Linked DNA regions of Sus scrofa: all the other regions are linked to region 1. A link is a contact called in public HiChIP or PLAC-seq data. All regions are on one chromosome and are shown on one strand. The core of a region is the stretch at or near the end of the contact, and the rest is flanking DNA. Distances in the headings are between cores, read along the strand shown.

Region 1 (2,700 bases), core at 132-2,631:
GAAAACTTTACAAATTTATGGTGAATTGCTCATCAGATTTATCAAATTTGATACTATTTGAAAATAAAATTCATCAATTTTGATAAAATTGATGTTAATCAAATGTATGATGAATTGAAAGATGAATTTATGATCTTTTTAGATCAGCTCAAATAATTTTAGGTACAAAAATTCACAGACTCTGAAGATTTTATAGTTGGGCAGTTTTGCAGATCTAGTACTAAGACCTTAAAAGTGAAGTTTACATTGTCTCCTTTAATGTATTTTTTTCTAGAGACAGCAGTGCCAATAGTTAATGACTTTCATAAATCAGTATCTAATTAAAGAATTAGACTAAGTTTTCCACATGCCGGAGTTGGTTTGAAAGAAAGGTGATCTTTTTTTTTTTTTTTTTTTTTTTTTTTTTTTTTTTTTGTCTTTTGTCTGTTTTTTAGGGCTGCACCCACGGCATATGGAAGTTCCCAGGCTAGGGGTCTAATTGGAGCTGTAGCTGCTGGCCTACACCACAGCAGTGCAGGATCCAAGCCATGTCTGCGACCAGTACCACAGGTCATGGCAACACCAGATCCATAACCCACTGAGTGAGGCCAGGGATCAAACTTGAAGCCTCATGGTTCCTAGTCAGATTCGTTTCCGCTGCGCCATGATGGGAACTCCAGGTGATGATTTTTCATAGCAGCCTTTTATATCCTAGGCTTTGGATCTAGTTAGAAAGCAGAGTTTTATAGAGTAATGTTTTAAAGAAGAATTATTAACAGAGAAACATGTTAAATGTGTTGCCATTTTCCCCCCTCTTTTTAAGGTTTTATCATGGATTCATCCTGAAAGTCAAGCCACAATCACTAGGTGTAGCCAGCCCATGGTAGGAGTGAGTGGGAAGCGAAGCAAGGAAGATGAAAAATACCTTCAAGCCATTATGGACTCCAATGCCCAATCTCATAAAATCTTTATATTTGATGCCCGGCCAAGTGTTAATGCTGTTGCCAATAAGGTGAGATCATCTTTTAACTAGTTAAGATTATAGTTACAGTTTCATGAATCAACTTGAATTTGGTAGGAGCCACATTATAGCATAAAGAGTTCAGGCTTTTCAGAAATAAAGATGTAGATTCTCATCCTGGCTCTCCTGTTTGATAGTATGATTGAGTCAGTTAATCTTTTTAGACTTTAATTTTCGTATTTAATGAGCATCAAAACAACTAACAAGAATTGTTTTAGGGGAAAAGTAAGTTGATAAAAAATAGTGCATAGCTCTGCTTACGTATGTAGAAATAGGTGTTCAGCACCTATGAGTTTCTCTCTGCCTTCTCCAAACTGGGCAGTGAGCTTATGGCTGACTGAAGTCTGCACGGCACTGTTGTAGAAATCATGAGGTGTTCTTGGTGACCAGTGCTGCCCTCTTCTGGCAGCCCTCCACCTGTACAAGCTATTCAGACTGAAGACTTGCAGTTGAGCAGTGGTCCTGATTGCTGCTATAGAGTAAATATTGGCATTATGGAAATAGAAATTCTGATTCAGTTGACAGTCTGTAATTCTGATCAGTTTAAACTCCTGATCTACCATTGGAGAAGGAAAGAGAAGAGATACAATTTAGCTTTACAAAATTATCTTGCATGAAGTGCCCGCTATGATGCAGAGGGTTAAGGATCTAGCACTGTATCCAGGGCAGCGTGCGTTCAATCCCTGGCCCTGCACAGTGGGTAAAGAATTTGGCATAGGTTGTAGCTGTGGCTTGGGTTTGATCCCTGGGCCAGGAACTTCCATAGGCTGTGGGTATGGCCAAAAAAAAAAAAAAAAAAAAAAGTTATTTTACAGATAAGCAAAAAAAAAAAAAAAAAACCAAAACAACAAAAACAAAAAAACACAAAAAACCCAAATCATACAACATCCTACATCTTAGAGAAATACCGTCAACCCTTGGTTATACTTGCAGACCTATGTGCATACCTATGCACACATATGTTTGAAACAGAAGAATGATTACAACTTCTTTTTTTAAATTGACACTGTTTTTTTTAATGCCAGTATATACTCATCTCTAACATTTTAATGGTATGATAACTAGTAACACCAGTTGTTTCTGGACCTTTAGGTTATTTGTGTTTTTGTTTTTTGTTTTGCTGTTATAAACAATGCTGGGATGATCATCCTTTAATTAAATTATGGAGCATGAATCTAATTATTTCTGTCCTTGTTTAGTGCTTTTGAGAACATTGTGAATTCCAGGCATTCTCTGTCAAACTGTATATTTCCCCTTAAAGGAAAAATGAGCCAATGTGTATATGAAGCCGGTACCCTAGAGACTAGCATATATTTTTCTAGTAATTTCTTGTTCTCTTCCCTAAACTTATACCATGAATTAGGAGGTATGAAACTTAGAATGTTCTCGAGGATGAAAGGAGGAGGAAAGAGTATAAAGCAGAAAAAGCAGTAAGGCAAGATGTTATATTCCTCATTTTTTTTTTTTTTTAATTGTCTTTTTGCCTTTTCTAGGACTGCTCCCGCCGCATATGGAGGTTCCCAGGCCTAGGGGTCTAATCGGAGCTGTAGCCACCGGCCTACGCCAGAGCCATAGCAACGTGGGATCTGAGCCGCGTCTGCGACCCAAACCGCAGCTCACAGCAACGCCGGATCCTTAACCCACTGAGCAAGGGCAGGGATCGAACCCGCAACCTCATGGTTCCTAGTCGGATTGGTTAA
Region 2 (2,700 bases), core at 111-2,610, 420 kb before region 1:
ACCAGGGAGGAACTAGATTCAATACTTAGATGTTGGCTAAGCCCTGAGAAATTTGTCATTTGTCCTCTTCTTTCTCCTCTCTTTGTGTGTCTTCCCTTAAATATTGCATAGTGCTTTGTAGTTTGCAAAGGACTTTGACACACAACATCTCCCTTCTTTTTTCGGTGTACTGAATGCAGGAATGAACAAAAGGTCATTATTAAGAAGGTCTGTGAGTTTAGGCACTGAACACTGCAAGTGACCACTCAGCAATGGGGAGACTTTTCTGATGCTGCTTCTCTCCTTATAATGAAGATATCATCCATAATTAACTTAGTAATAGATCTGCTCCCTCTGTGCCCTCTGTGGGATGGCTTTGGATTAGCCTAGGGTTTTAAAACCTTCCTCCTTTGCCCAAGGCCACATATTCAACTGTGTAATGGCCAGGTCTACTTGGTTGACCCATGGTCATGTCAGTTTCAATGTCCTCAACTACAGTTTCCCCTTGAAGCTGTTCTTTCTCCTGTACTCTTCATAGCAGTAAATGATAGTCTTTCATCTCAGCCAGAAATATGAGAGTTCTCATGGATTCCACCCTCTCACTCACTTTTCAGTTTCTAGAAATGACCCAATTTCTCTATTGTCTGCTGCCTTACTATCTCACCTCATCCTCTCTTCTCCATTCTCCTCACTGCTGCATTGTTAGCTTCTCCAGATCTCTCATTTTCTCACTTTTACTGTAATAAAAATATCCCAAGCAATTGCCCTGCTTTCAGGCTAATCCCTTCCAATATGAAGCTGCCAGAGTGGTTTTTTCAAAAATATTCTTATGTTTATCATAAATTCAAATTCATTAGCAAAGCACACAAAGGGCTTTCTGATGTGATGTTGCTGAACAAAACTGTTGGCAGCCCTAGAAGGCAACGTGTGCTTGACGTTGCTGTGCTGTTCCCTCCACCTGGAAAGCCCTTCCAGTTTCTGTTTAAAAATCTCCTGTTCACATTCACTGCTCAAAGAACTATGGGTCATTGTATTAGGAAAGACTTCTCCATCCACTGCCTCCCCAGCTTGCCAGCTTGAGTTTGTTCCTCTTTCACCCTCTCATAACTCTCAATCCATCATAATGTTTTACATATCTCATTATAGCATTTAACGTGTTGAACTCTAGTGACTGTTTTGCTGGGCTGTCCACCTCCCTCCCTGTAAGCTCCTCAGGGCAGAGATGAGTCCTGATGGGCTTTAGCACAGGGACCTGCAACAGAAGAAGCATTTGGTAAATGTTGAACAGAATCTGTTTCACTTTTTCCCGAGCACAAAGCATGCATGAAAGAGATTAATTTACTCCACATGGGAAGTTGCTGCGCAGGCTTACCAAAAGGTCAGGTCTATATAAAGTGGTGTTACTTTTTGTTCCCCTTTCCTTTAGTAAGACCTTAAGAAAAAAAGTGCAGTTTAAAAGCTGGGACCTATGGAACTGATCTCTGAAATGAAAAAATGATTGCAAAATCAGATTCACACAGCACCTAAACTATTCCCTCAGCTATTCCTTAAGTGCTTCTCAAAGTGTGGTCCCCAGAACAGCAGCAGTGGCATCATGGGGGATTCTTTACACATGCAGAGTATTGGACCCCACCCCAGACTGTCTGAATTGGAGGCTCTGGGGATGGGGTTTAGCGCTCTTTTAACAAACCCTCTTGATGATCCTAATGGTGACCCCAGTTTGAGAACTACTTCCCTGAGGGTTAAAAAAATTTAAAAACACCCACAAAAGGATATTAGCATTTATGGAGCACTGTTATGTGCCAGGCCATATTAACATTATTATAATGTTTTTCACAATACCAGGTTAGCACATCAAGATTTAATTCTGCTAAGATACCTTTTGTTCTATTTAAATTAGTTTAGGGAGTTCCCGTTGTGGCTCAGAGGTTAACGAACCCCACTAGTATCCGTGAGGACACAGGTTCGATTCCTGGCCTTGCTCAGGAGGTTAAAGATCCCGCGTTGCTGTGGTTGTGGTGTAGGCTGGCAGCTGTAGCTCCTATTCGACCCCTAGCCCAGGAACCTCTATATGCCGCAGGAGCAGCCTTAAAAAGACCAAAATAACTAACTAACTAAATAAAAATTAGTTTAGGTACAGCTGTCTTGATTTTGCTATAGTATCTAGTCAGGCAAAATGCTGCGTTCTCTGCAGTGCTGTCTCTCACTGTTCCCCAGGAGTGATTCCTCGTTTCTTTACACTGATTTGTGGCCCTGAAGTGACACTCAAAACATATTGCCTTGAATCATAGATATCTACTCAGCTTGCTTATCTCTCAAACTGTGAATTTTTACAAAGTATAGACCCTGTTTTGTGTGCGGAGGCCTGCACTCTGCTTTAGATAGTACCTTCCACGGATGAGCTAAACATTAGATGGATATCAATTGGATGGATGAATGGATCTTACAATATTTATCACAGCGCTGTACAGATTGAGGCTTGTACTACACAGAACAGGGATTAAAAGCTTTTTGGGTTTTTTGTCTGAGAAGCAATATCATCTGCTTATGTGGAAGAGAAGGGGAGAAATAATTGTGGAAATGGAGAATTAGCCTTTTTTTCCCCCCTCTTCTTTTTGGTAGCTACTTCTCAAGCCACTTCTTTGCCTGATTGGTGGTTTAGAGACATAAACATATAAGTGTGTGGACTTATTTAACTCCATGAATCTCAGAAGCTAGTGT
Region 3 (2,700 bases), core at 89-2,588, 390 kb before region 1:
ATGCATGTAAAGAACTTTGTATCACAGTTGGCACATGGCGAGTGCTCAGAAATATTAGCTCTTGTTATTACTGCTATTAACATAACAATAAATGGCTTTAGCCGCATAACCCATTTATTTAAAAAATTTAAGGGTGAATCATTACAACATGTAGGAATTATGAATGTATTGATTGTAGTAGCTTTGGGGATGCCAGTAATTTCTAATCATTGTAGGTCAAATTTTTCTATCCATACGAATATGAAGGGTAAAATAACCGGAAGCTTCTTTATCTACTTTTAGAATTACGAGCATAACTTAGATATGAAAACATTCTTAATGCTTCTCCATGATACAACAGCTGGTTGTATTATGTACCATGTCTTATTAAAGCATCATCATTTTGTACAGTTTAAAATGTTTGTAAGTTCTAGGTAGGATTCTTAAAACAGATGTCTTTCCCTCTAGGATTTATATTTGAGATTCTCAAAAATAGTGATAATATTTTAAAAGATCTTTTAATAGGGTTTCGATCATTAGGCAGTACAGCCCCCAAGTTTTAACTAATCTTCACTCAGACTTCTCTAGAGGAAGGAACAAGATTTTCAGGAGAAAGAATAAGGCACTGAGATCTGCCCCAAGTCAGTTTCCCAAAGAGAAGTCCATCCATGCAGAAGGAGGGCTCTGGGACCCCTAAAGGATTTGGGTCATGCTCAGAGAAGCCTGGCTGTTCAGAAGGCACTTTAAGTTTTCCTCCTAATTTTAACATCTGGGTTTGCCTTCCTGGCGGCGTGGGGTAGACATGAGTCTAAGGCTGCTGAGAAAGGGATGTGGGCTTCTCAGGTGATGCTCTGGCAAGGCCAGAGCTGCGCGGCTGGTGTCCCGCTTGTAGTGTGGACACGCGCAGATTGTTTTGAACTTGAGCAATACCTCCTGTTTTCTTTCCACTCTATTTCTGTTTGTGCAGAGCTGGCCTTTTCTGGCAGGAAGTGCCAGCCATTTAAGGAGTGCAAGCAATTCCCGACAGCCAGCCCCTTTCCCCCCACCACCCCCACCTCCTGGCTGCTTTGCCTCCATCCCATTGGCCTGGAGGCTGGCTGGGGTTTATCCCTGCGAAGGTTCGCATTTTTAAAATGTCTTCTTTTGTCAGCTTGAGATTTTCCAGAATTTAAAAGCGGAAAGGAAGAGAGGAATACAAGGAAGCTATTAAAGATATATTAAATAAACTCTACTGGGAGCAAGTGTGTGTTTAAGAGAGAATCTGTAACTTTTGCAAGGGAAGTTTTGGTGATTGCTTATTATTTTAACAGAGAGAGAGGGAGAGGGAGGGAGGGAGGGAGTGTGTGTGTGTGTATATGTGTGTGTGTGTTTGTGTGTTTTCTCCCTGAACTGGAGAAGCAGATGTTTAAAGGAGAAGGGCAGGAAGCAGCTCTGACAAATGAAAGGATTTTTGATTGAATTCATGAGCTAAAGTTTCCTGCCAGTAATTCATTCAACCCTAGGCTACATAAAAGAAAACCCCACATAATTGAATTTTAATCGCCTAACTTTTAACATACAACCAGAACAGGCAAGTGGAGCTGCCACAGGTAAAACTGAAATAATGCTGTAAGCTGATCTTAGATGATTATTTATTGGTAGTTTAAAAAAATTATGATACCCCTTGCTTCATACCGCTCCTCCTTTGTGTGTGTGTGTACCAGAGGCTATTCCTTATTGTCGTATAAGTTAAACTCCTTCGTGCAGATTTTTTTCTTTAAGCTGTTTTGTGAGCAGGTGCAGATGGCTTTCATGAAGTGAGCCAATTGAAATGTTCTGTTACAGCCTGTAGAAACCGAGGTTTTAAAAACTGAAACAACTGTGTTCTGTGCTGTATCCATAATTCAGCTGGAAAATGTTTTCCCCATTTTATGATGAAATCTACCACTTCTGTTTCTTTCTTTTAATGAATTTGGTTTGTCTGCAGCCTTGAGGAAATCTTGTCACTAAAATCCACCCTCAATGCTCCTCCAGTATTTTTCAGCCTGATGATTTCACAACCAGGGCCGTTGCAAAATACGGGTAAATGGGCTTTTTTAAAATCCCTGGAGATTTTTAAGAACTTTTTTTTCCTATCTTTTTTTCTTCACAGAGTACTCAAGTAAACAGCTTCAGGAAGACTGAAAACATTGAGACTTTTATACCTTTTCATAAATATAATATGAAGTAAGCTACTTTTCTTCGTGAAGTCTTATAATTTTAGAACAAGCAATAGAAAGTTGGGGAGTGCATACATCCTAAAAACTCTTGGTCTGGTGCTTGCGTTGTTATTGAGTCCTCCTCAAAACAAAGAGCAAACTAACTCCTTCGGGGCACAGAAGTTTCTGTGGCCAGGGTGGTGATGAGCTGCAGCTTTCTGCTCAATCACACTCATATGGGCACCAATAGCAAGGCCATAAACCAAGGAGTCATAGCCAAAAGCCAGAAGGAGCTGCACTCTGAAGTGAACAACAAAACCCAAATATCTATGTTGTAACTGAAGCCAAACATGTCCAAAAATAGACCTAATGAACTACTTTAAACCAGCATGATACCTACATAATTTCTAAAATGATTAAACAAAGCAAACTAGAGCTTCAGAAAATTCCACAAACTTAACCTGAAACAAACCAAGTGCCCATTGGTTTGGCTCTGTGTACTGGTGTTGTTTATGGGATCCCAGCAGGAAATGAAGGGTTTGGA
Region 4 (2,700 bases), core at 106-2,605, 350 kb before region 1:
TACACATGCGCACACCCACTCCCACACACCCAAAATCTAACATTTTTTTTTTTTTTTAACAATTGTCTCTTTGTTGCAAGACCAGGAACGAAAATAATTAGAATTTGCTGCTGGGCCTCTGTGTCTACTTTAACCTGATCTATTTTGTCTAGCATTTCTTCGCAAAGCTCTCAAATGCATTGTTAGCCTATCTGATCCTGTTGTCTGGAGACCACAGAGTGCTTCACATCTTACCCGGGGAACGGATCACTGAGGAAGGGAGAGCATTCTTTACTGACTTTTCCTAGTTTAGACCCATTGAATTTTGTTTCAGCTGCCATTTTAAGGGCGAAGAAAAAGCACTGCATCTGTAAAGAGCTCTGTCACTTTTCTCCGTGTGATGACTAATGGTGGGGAACTTAAAACCTTATCCTTGGTATCTTTTGGAGTGCAGACAATTCAACACTCTCTTGGGATGAGTAAATATCAGCCTGTTCCCAGGAAGATTAACTAGTAAGATGATGGAGGAAAAACTGCTACTTTTTAGGGGGCTATCCATAAACTGCCATCTCTACTTAAGACAGACTCTGGTATGATTCATTTCCATGGTGCTGTAATTTCTAGAAAGAAAAGGTATTTTATACACTTTTCAGTGTAACAATAGTTGCTTTCCAAGATGTTAATTTTGGTTTCAAAGTTAATGTCTGTCAATGTAATACATTTACTGGCCTTTGAAAGACCATAAAATAGTGTAGAATTAGAAGACCCGGCTTCCATATACTTTAGGCAAATCCTCCATTGCTTTACCTGTTGTGGACGTAACCGCACTTATCCAGCTTCCCTCATAGCCTTACATTTAACGGGGAAAAATGAAGCATATTTAATGACTTTGACTTTGAAAGTTCTAGGGATCCCAGCTGGAAGCAAAGCATAAGCTTTGTGGACAGAGCAGAGAGCCCAAAATCTGAAATCTAGCTTTGCTACTTATCACCTGTCTGGGCACTCTCTGTATCTTGTTTCCTACACTCTCTGTATTTTGTTTAACTAATCTGTAAAATGACCCCCAAATAATCCCTACCACATAGGATACCTGCAAGGAGCAAAGAGACTACTACCCCTGATTATAACATAAGGCAACTGAGGGCCCAGTCAGTAGAGTCTTTCCCAAGTGCATCCATCCACACATATTCACCAAGTTGCCGCAAGCAGTGTGCACATTGCTTAAATTACCATGCTATCTCAACTCGGAGAAAGACTTTCTTTTTAACTGAGAGCCCTTTCTGCTTCTTTATTTCAGGAGGAACGGTCATATTGCTGACTCTCTCTGGTTTATGGGCTGATGACTCATGCATGAGTTATCTCAGCCTCTTGTTCCTTCTCTCTTCCTCTCTTCTGCCATCTCTATCATGGGACCATTTTCTTTCTGCTAGCACTTCTCAGGGAGGTTGTGAAAGAGTGGTGAGCGACAGTGAATTAACCCCTTGTTAGCAGCCCAGTCTTCAGAGGGAAGCCTCACCCACTGCTGCTGACTGATAAGATGATGACAATCTCTGCTTCAAACGTCTCCTCCACAACTTTGGCTTCCAAATTGCCTCTTGCCTCCTTCTGCTCTAATTGCCCCTTCCTTGTTGGAGCCTCTTCCCAAGGCTAAATCCTTAAATGTTAGTGTTCCCTGGGGATCTCCCCTTGGACTTTTTATTCTGCTTGCTCTCTTGGCTGATCACACAGCGCACGTGTGCCTGTGTTGCCACCTATCTGATACTGACTCTGAAATCCATTATCTTTCACATGGAATCTCTTTCTTAACCTCCAGGTCCAGATGTACCTTGGCCATCACTGCCTTTGTCCCACAGGCACATTGAACATGTTATGTCCAAAAATGAACTTGTTTGCCCCTCCATTCACACACACACACATACACACTTCCAGGTTAGAACTCCAAACTCTTTCTACTCTCTCCACTAAGTGCCCTATGAACCACTGGGTTCCATGCATGATAAACTTACAACTTTTTCCCACGTGTTTGTCATACAAGAGATGTGTGATTTCTTCCTCAAAGGCCCTGTCCATGCTTCTCATCTTCCCTTTTTCTTACAATTTCCCTCTTAGATCTCAGCAAGTTAGCCTTTAAGAAAGACAAAGTATTTTTAGATCCCTCTTGTGAGTAATTATTTATTCCATCTTCTGTGCATTCATAGCCTTTATTCATAACTTTGTTATGATATCTTTTTGTTTATCTTTCACAAGTACAACTTTAAATTGGATGATAATATTCTTTTAAAATCTCAAAGACCCTGTCACATTGGACAGTGCCTTACAAGGAATTCAATAAAGAAGTATTTGAATGCACTTAAGACTGTTATTAAGACGCAGGGAGCATTGTTTATCATTCTATTTCCATGGTGAAATATTTGATGGTTGATTATCATTTATTAAATAATTCACTTTGCACTCCACACACAAATTACAGAAAGAGGCTTCACAGGTGGTTTTAGTATCACATCAAGATATCAAGAGTTTAGAGTTAAGATTTCAGAATATTTCTGTACCCTTATGGTTTTCAACAAGTTTGAGATCTCTCTAAAGTTTAACTTTAATTTACCTAAATTGTTTAAAAAAGTAATCATTATGCTTAAGCCAGTCTGACCCTCTAATTTCTGATTATTAGATCCAAAGATGAGGAATCTGAATGTAAAGATGTTCTAATAAATGGGCAGAATG
Region 5 (2,700 bases), core at 9-2,508, 460 kb before region 1:
AGGACAAGTAAAACCAGAGGGCTTGGGAAGATAACGAATGCCAAGAGGCTGAGCGCTTAACCCTGAAATGTGACTGCCCACTGGGTGGGGAGGGGGGCACTTGGAGCCCCAACAGCAGAGGAGTCATCTGACTCTGACCTCCTCTGTCTTTTGGGTCATGTTCTCAACTCTATCTTCAGGACTCCCCTGTTGGGTCACTACCATGGCCCAGGTCAGTACCCTCTCTACTCTCAGTAGCTGCAACCGCCAACTAACCCATCTTCCTTTTAGTCCACGCTGAGTACAGCAGTGCAAGTTGCCTTCTTACTACACAGGATTATGCTCACCATATCCTTGCTTAAAACTCTTTAGTGGCCTCCTGCTGCACTTAAAATAAAATTTAGGAGTTCCGGTCGTGGATCAGCAGAAACGAATCTGACTAGCATCCGTGAGGATGCAGGTTTGACCCCTGGCCTCACTCAGTGGGTTCAGGATCCGGTGTTGCTGTGAGTTGTGGTGTAGGTTGCTGACGTGGCTCAGATCTGGCATTCCTCTGCCTGTAGCATAGGCTGGCAGATATAGCTCTGATTTGACCTTAGCCTGAGAACCTCCGTATGCCATGGATGTGGCCCTAAAAAGACACACACACAAAAATTGAACTCTGTACCCAAGCTCGTAAGTCCTGCACAGGCTGCTCCCTACTGCATTTCACCAGTCGCCCTCGCCCTTGCTTGTGATGCTCCAGGCATGTGTAGAGCACTTATCTCTCCAAATGAGTCAAGGTTTTTCCTTCCATAGAGCCCGTGGTCATGTGATTTTTCTAACACATCACCTGGTTGGCTCCCACATAATTTTTGAATGTCAACTGAAATGATAGTCTAACTAAACTTCCCTTTTGAAGAGGTTTCTCTGCTGTTATTCTGTATTTTTGCCCCTTCTCTGTTTTCTTTACAACGCTTATTACAATTTGCCCTGTCTTTTAACAATTTACTTACTGTTTTCCCCTATTTTGGCCCATCCTCCTCTTTGGAATAGTAGCTCCATGTTGCTGTCTTCTTCAGCAGTGTATCTGTCATACCCTCCTTGGTGTTTGGTTGCTTGTTGAATGAGGGAACAGGTACTCTGACTTGCTAGGGTATGAGAAGGATTAGCAGGAATAGCTGTTTCTGTTTCCCAAAGTCATCCTTCTAGAATATTCCGTGAGAGGAAGTGCAGGAGTGTGCAATAAGTGACTCACTCACCCAAACTGAAATTCAAGTTACCATAGATCCTCTCATTCTCTTTTTCAGAGAAGTCACAGGCCTGCCCATTGCCCAAGTGAGAGCAAGGCTAGGTCTGGGTAATAGACCATGGGTGCATCACAGTGTACTGGTGCTTTTGGCTACCTTCATGGCTCAGTCTAACTGCTGATCTGACCATTGGGAATTCTGAAGTTGGGTTACATAACACTGAAGCTTGAATCCACAGGACCAGGGTGTCTACAGCCTCCTCACAGCCAGCCCCTAAGTGCATGCTGACACTCAGGGTAAGAAGAACAGCCCAGTGAAGGTGATAAGGAGGCTTTGGATCAGATGTCCCCGGGGACGTGCCAGATTGCTCCCTTCTCTGGCGGGCCTTCTGGGTACCAGGAAGGAGGAGAGTGGGTCATTCTGACCTGTCGTCGGTGAGTAAATGCTGTATGAGGACAAACCAAGAACGCTAAAACACTGTGATTCCAAAGAGACAAAATCTTTAAAGGCTGTATGAAAGAAATACAAGCTTGGAAGCCAGTCACAATCCTAGGACACAAGAACTGGTTTAAATTTTAGAGTTTAGAAAGGCTAGTATTAGAATAAATAAAAGGTAGTTCTGTGTTACATAATAAGATTACTTAATATAATATATACTTAATCTAATAATCCCAAGAGGTAGTAGGCCGAATGAAAATAGAACTGTAAGATACATGAGATGAAACGTAAATATATTTTGTAGGTGACCAGAATGTGTTATTTAGGGAGTGTTTGGGGATATCATTTCTAGTCTTTGAGGTTTAGAACAAGGACAGTCATGTTCTCCCACAAAACATTCCTGGGTACCATTTAGTCCCTTATCCTTTCAATAAATATTTATTTAGCATCTTCTATACACATGGTGCTATTCTCTGGCCATGATCAGACATTACCAGCTGTCCCTTGGGAGCAGAATTTGTGTGGTCAAGAAGCTCTTTTTTAGAATCTTCATTAGAACTGAGGGAGATGGCCCAGTTGCAGGAATTAGATTAGTGAACCTACACTATGTATCTCAGAAGCGTCCTAGCCCCTGCTGTGTACCTTGGTAGAACCTTTGGAGTTGGTACCTGTTGTTCTGAGTAGAATAGATCTTTGGTCTTGCGTGTTTTAAGAACATAATTCCTGGCTGCTGTGACAGCCACTTCCAGCTCAGATTGCTGACTTCATTTGTCCTCTGGCCTATAGTCTGGACTCTAGCAGGCTGGGATAGAGCCTTGCCTGCCCCTGCCCCTGCCCCTCCTATGGCAACTTCCCCTGTGGACCATTTGGTGCCTCCTGTTTGCTCTGGGTGCACAGTGAGTCCACATTATCTTCTAAACAGAATAATGGAACAGGGCTTGACACCAGGCAGGAATTTGGGAGGCATCTTGGAAAAGGGAGAGGACAGTTGAAATATTTTCCCTGTGTTCAAGGTTATCTCAGCAGAAGAAGCTGAAACAAAGAGGAGGCTGGG

Evidence for each region. HiChIP or PLAC-seq counts read pairs in DNA pulled down with a chosen protein or histone mark.
Region 2: a contact with region 1 is called in an H3K27ac HiChIP or PLAC-seq map of alveolar macrophages. The contact joins two enhancer-like sites. A contact is called at or near these places in 1 of 47 Hi-C or Micro-C datasets (epiblast stem cells) and 1 of 2 datasets of contacts at active chromatin or transcription factors (alveolar macrophages).
Region 3: a contact with region 1 is called in an H3K27ac HiChIP or PLAC-seq map of alveolar macrophages. The contact joins two enhancer-like sites. A contact is called at or near these places in 2 of 47 Hi-C or Micro-C datasets (alveolar macrophages and embryonic fibroblasts) and 1 of 2 datasets of contacts at active chromatin or transcription factors (alveolar macrophages).
Region 4: an H3K27ac HiChIP or PLAC-seq map of alveolar macrophages shows a contact between it and region 1. The contact joins two enhancer-like sites. A contact is called at or near these places in 1 of 47 Hi-C or Micro-C datasets (embryonic fibroblasts) and 1 of 2 datasets of contacts at active chromatin or transcription factors (alveolar macrophages).
Region 5: an H3K27ac HiChIP or PLAC-seq map of alveolar macrophages shows a contact between it and region 1, with 6 times the contacts expected there. The contact joins two enhancer-like sites. A contact is called at or near these places in 1 of 47 Hi-C or Micro-C datasets (embryonic fibroblasts) and 1 of 2 datasets of contacts at active chromatin or transcription factors (alveolar macrophages).

The regions. Positions count from the first base shown.
Region 1 is chr9:27,884,267-27,886,966 of Sscrofa11.1, reverse strand. It overlaps MTMR2 (myotubularin-related protein 2), which reads left to right. Exons shown (of 16, transcript XM_003357252.4): 10 at 803-991. Among named protein-coding and RNA genes, the nearest start is that of FAM76B, 72 kb to the right of the region's middle. Within about 2 kb of position 1,381, at least 6 of the 83 cell types and tissues checked have an H3K27ac peak or open chromatin away from gene starts, as enhancers often do. A contact at or near this core is called in alveolar macrophages, where this site is marked.
Region 2 is chr9:28,300,266-28,302,965 of Sscrofa11.1, reverse strand. All of the region lies in intron 1 of MAML2 (mastermind-like protein 2), which reads left to right. Among named protein-coding and RNA genes, the nearest start is that of MAML2, 71 kb to the left of the region's middle. Within about 2 kb of position 1,360, at least 6 of the 83 cell types and tissues checked have an H3K27ac peak or open chromatin away from gene starts, as enhancers often do. A contact at or near this core is called in alveolar macrophages, where this site is marked.
Region 3 is chr9:28,271,184-28,273,883 of Sscrofa11.1, reverse strand. The region is part of intron 1 of MAML2 (mastermind-like protein 2); the gene reads left to right. Among named protein-coding and RNA genes, the nearest start is that of MAML2, 100 kb to the left of the region's middle. Within about 2 kb of position 1,338, at least 38 of the 83 cell types and tissues checked have an H3K27ac peak or open chromatin away from gene starts, as enhancers often do. A contact at or near this core is called in alveolar macrophages, where this site is marked.
Region 4 is chr9:28,238,701-28,241,400 of Sscrofa11.1, reverse strand. The region is part of intron 1 of MAML2 (mastermind-like protein 2); the gene reads left to right. Among named protein-coding and RNA genes, the nearest start is that of MAML2, 130 kb to the left of the region's middle. Within about 2 kb of position 1,355, at least 24 of the 83 cell types and tissues checked have an H3K27ac peak or open chromatin away from gene starts, as enhancers often do. A contact at or near this core is called in alveolar macrophages, where this site is marked.
Region 5 is chr9:28,343,054-28,345,753 of Sscrofa11.1, reverse strand. The region is part of intron 1 of MAML2 (mastermind-like protein 2); the gene reads left to right. Among named protein-coding and RNA genes, the nearest start is that of MAML2, 29 kb to the left of the region's middle. Within about 2 kb of position 1,258, at least 12 of the 83 cell types and tissues checked have an H3K27ac peak or open chromatin away from gene starts, as enhancers often do. A contact at or near this core is called in alveolar macrophages, where this site is marked.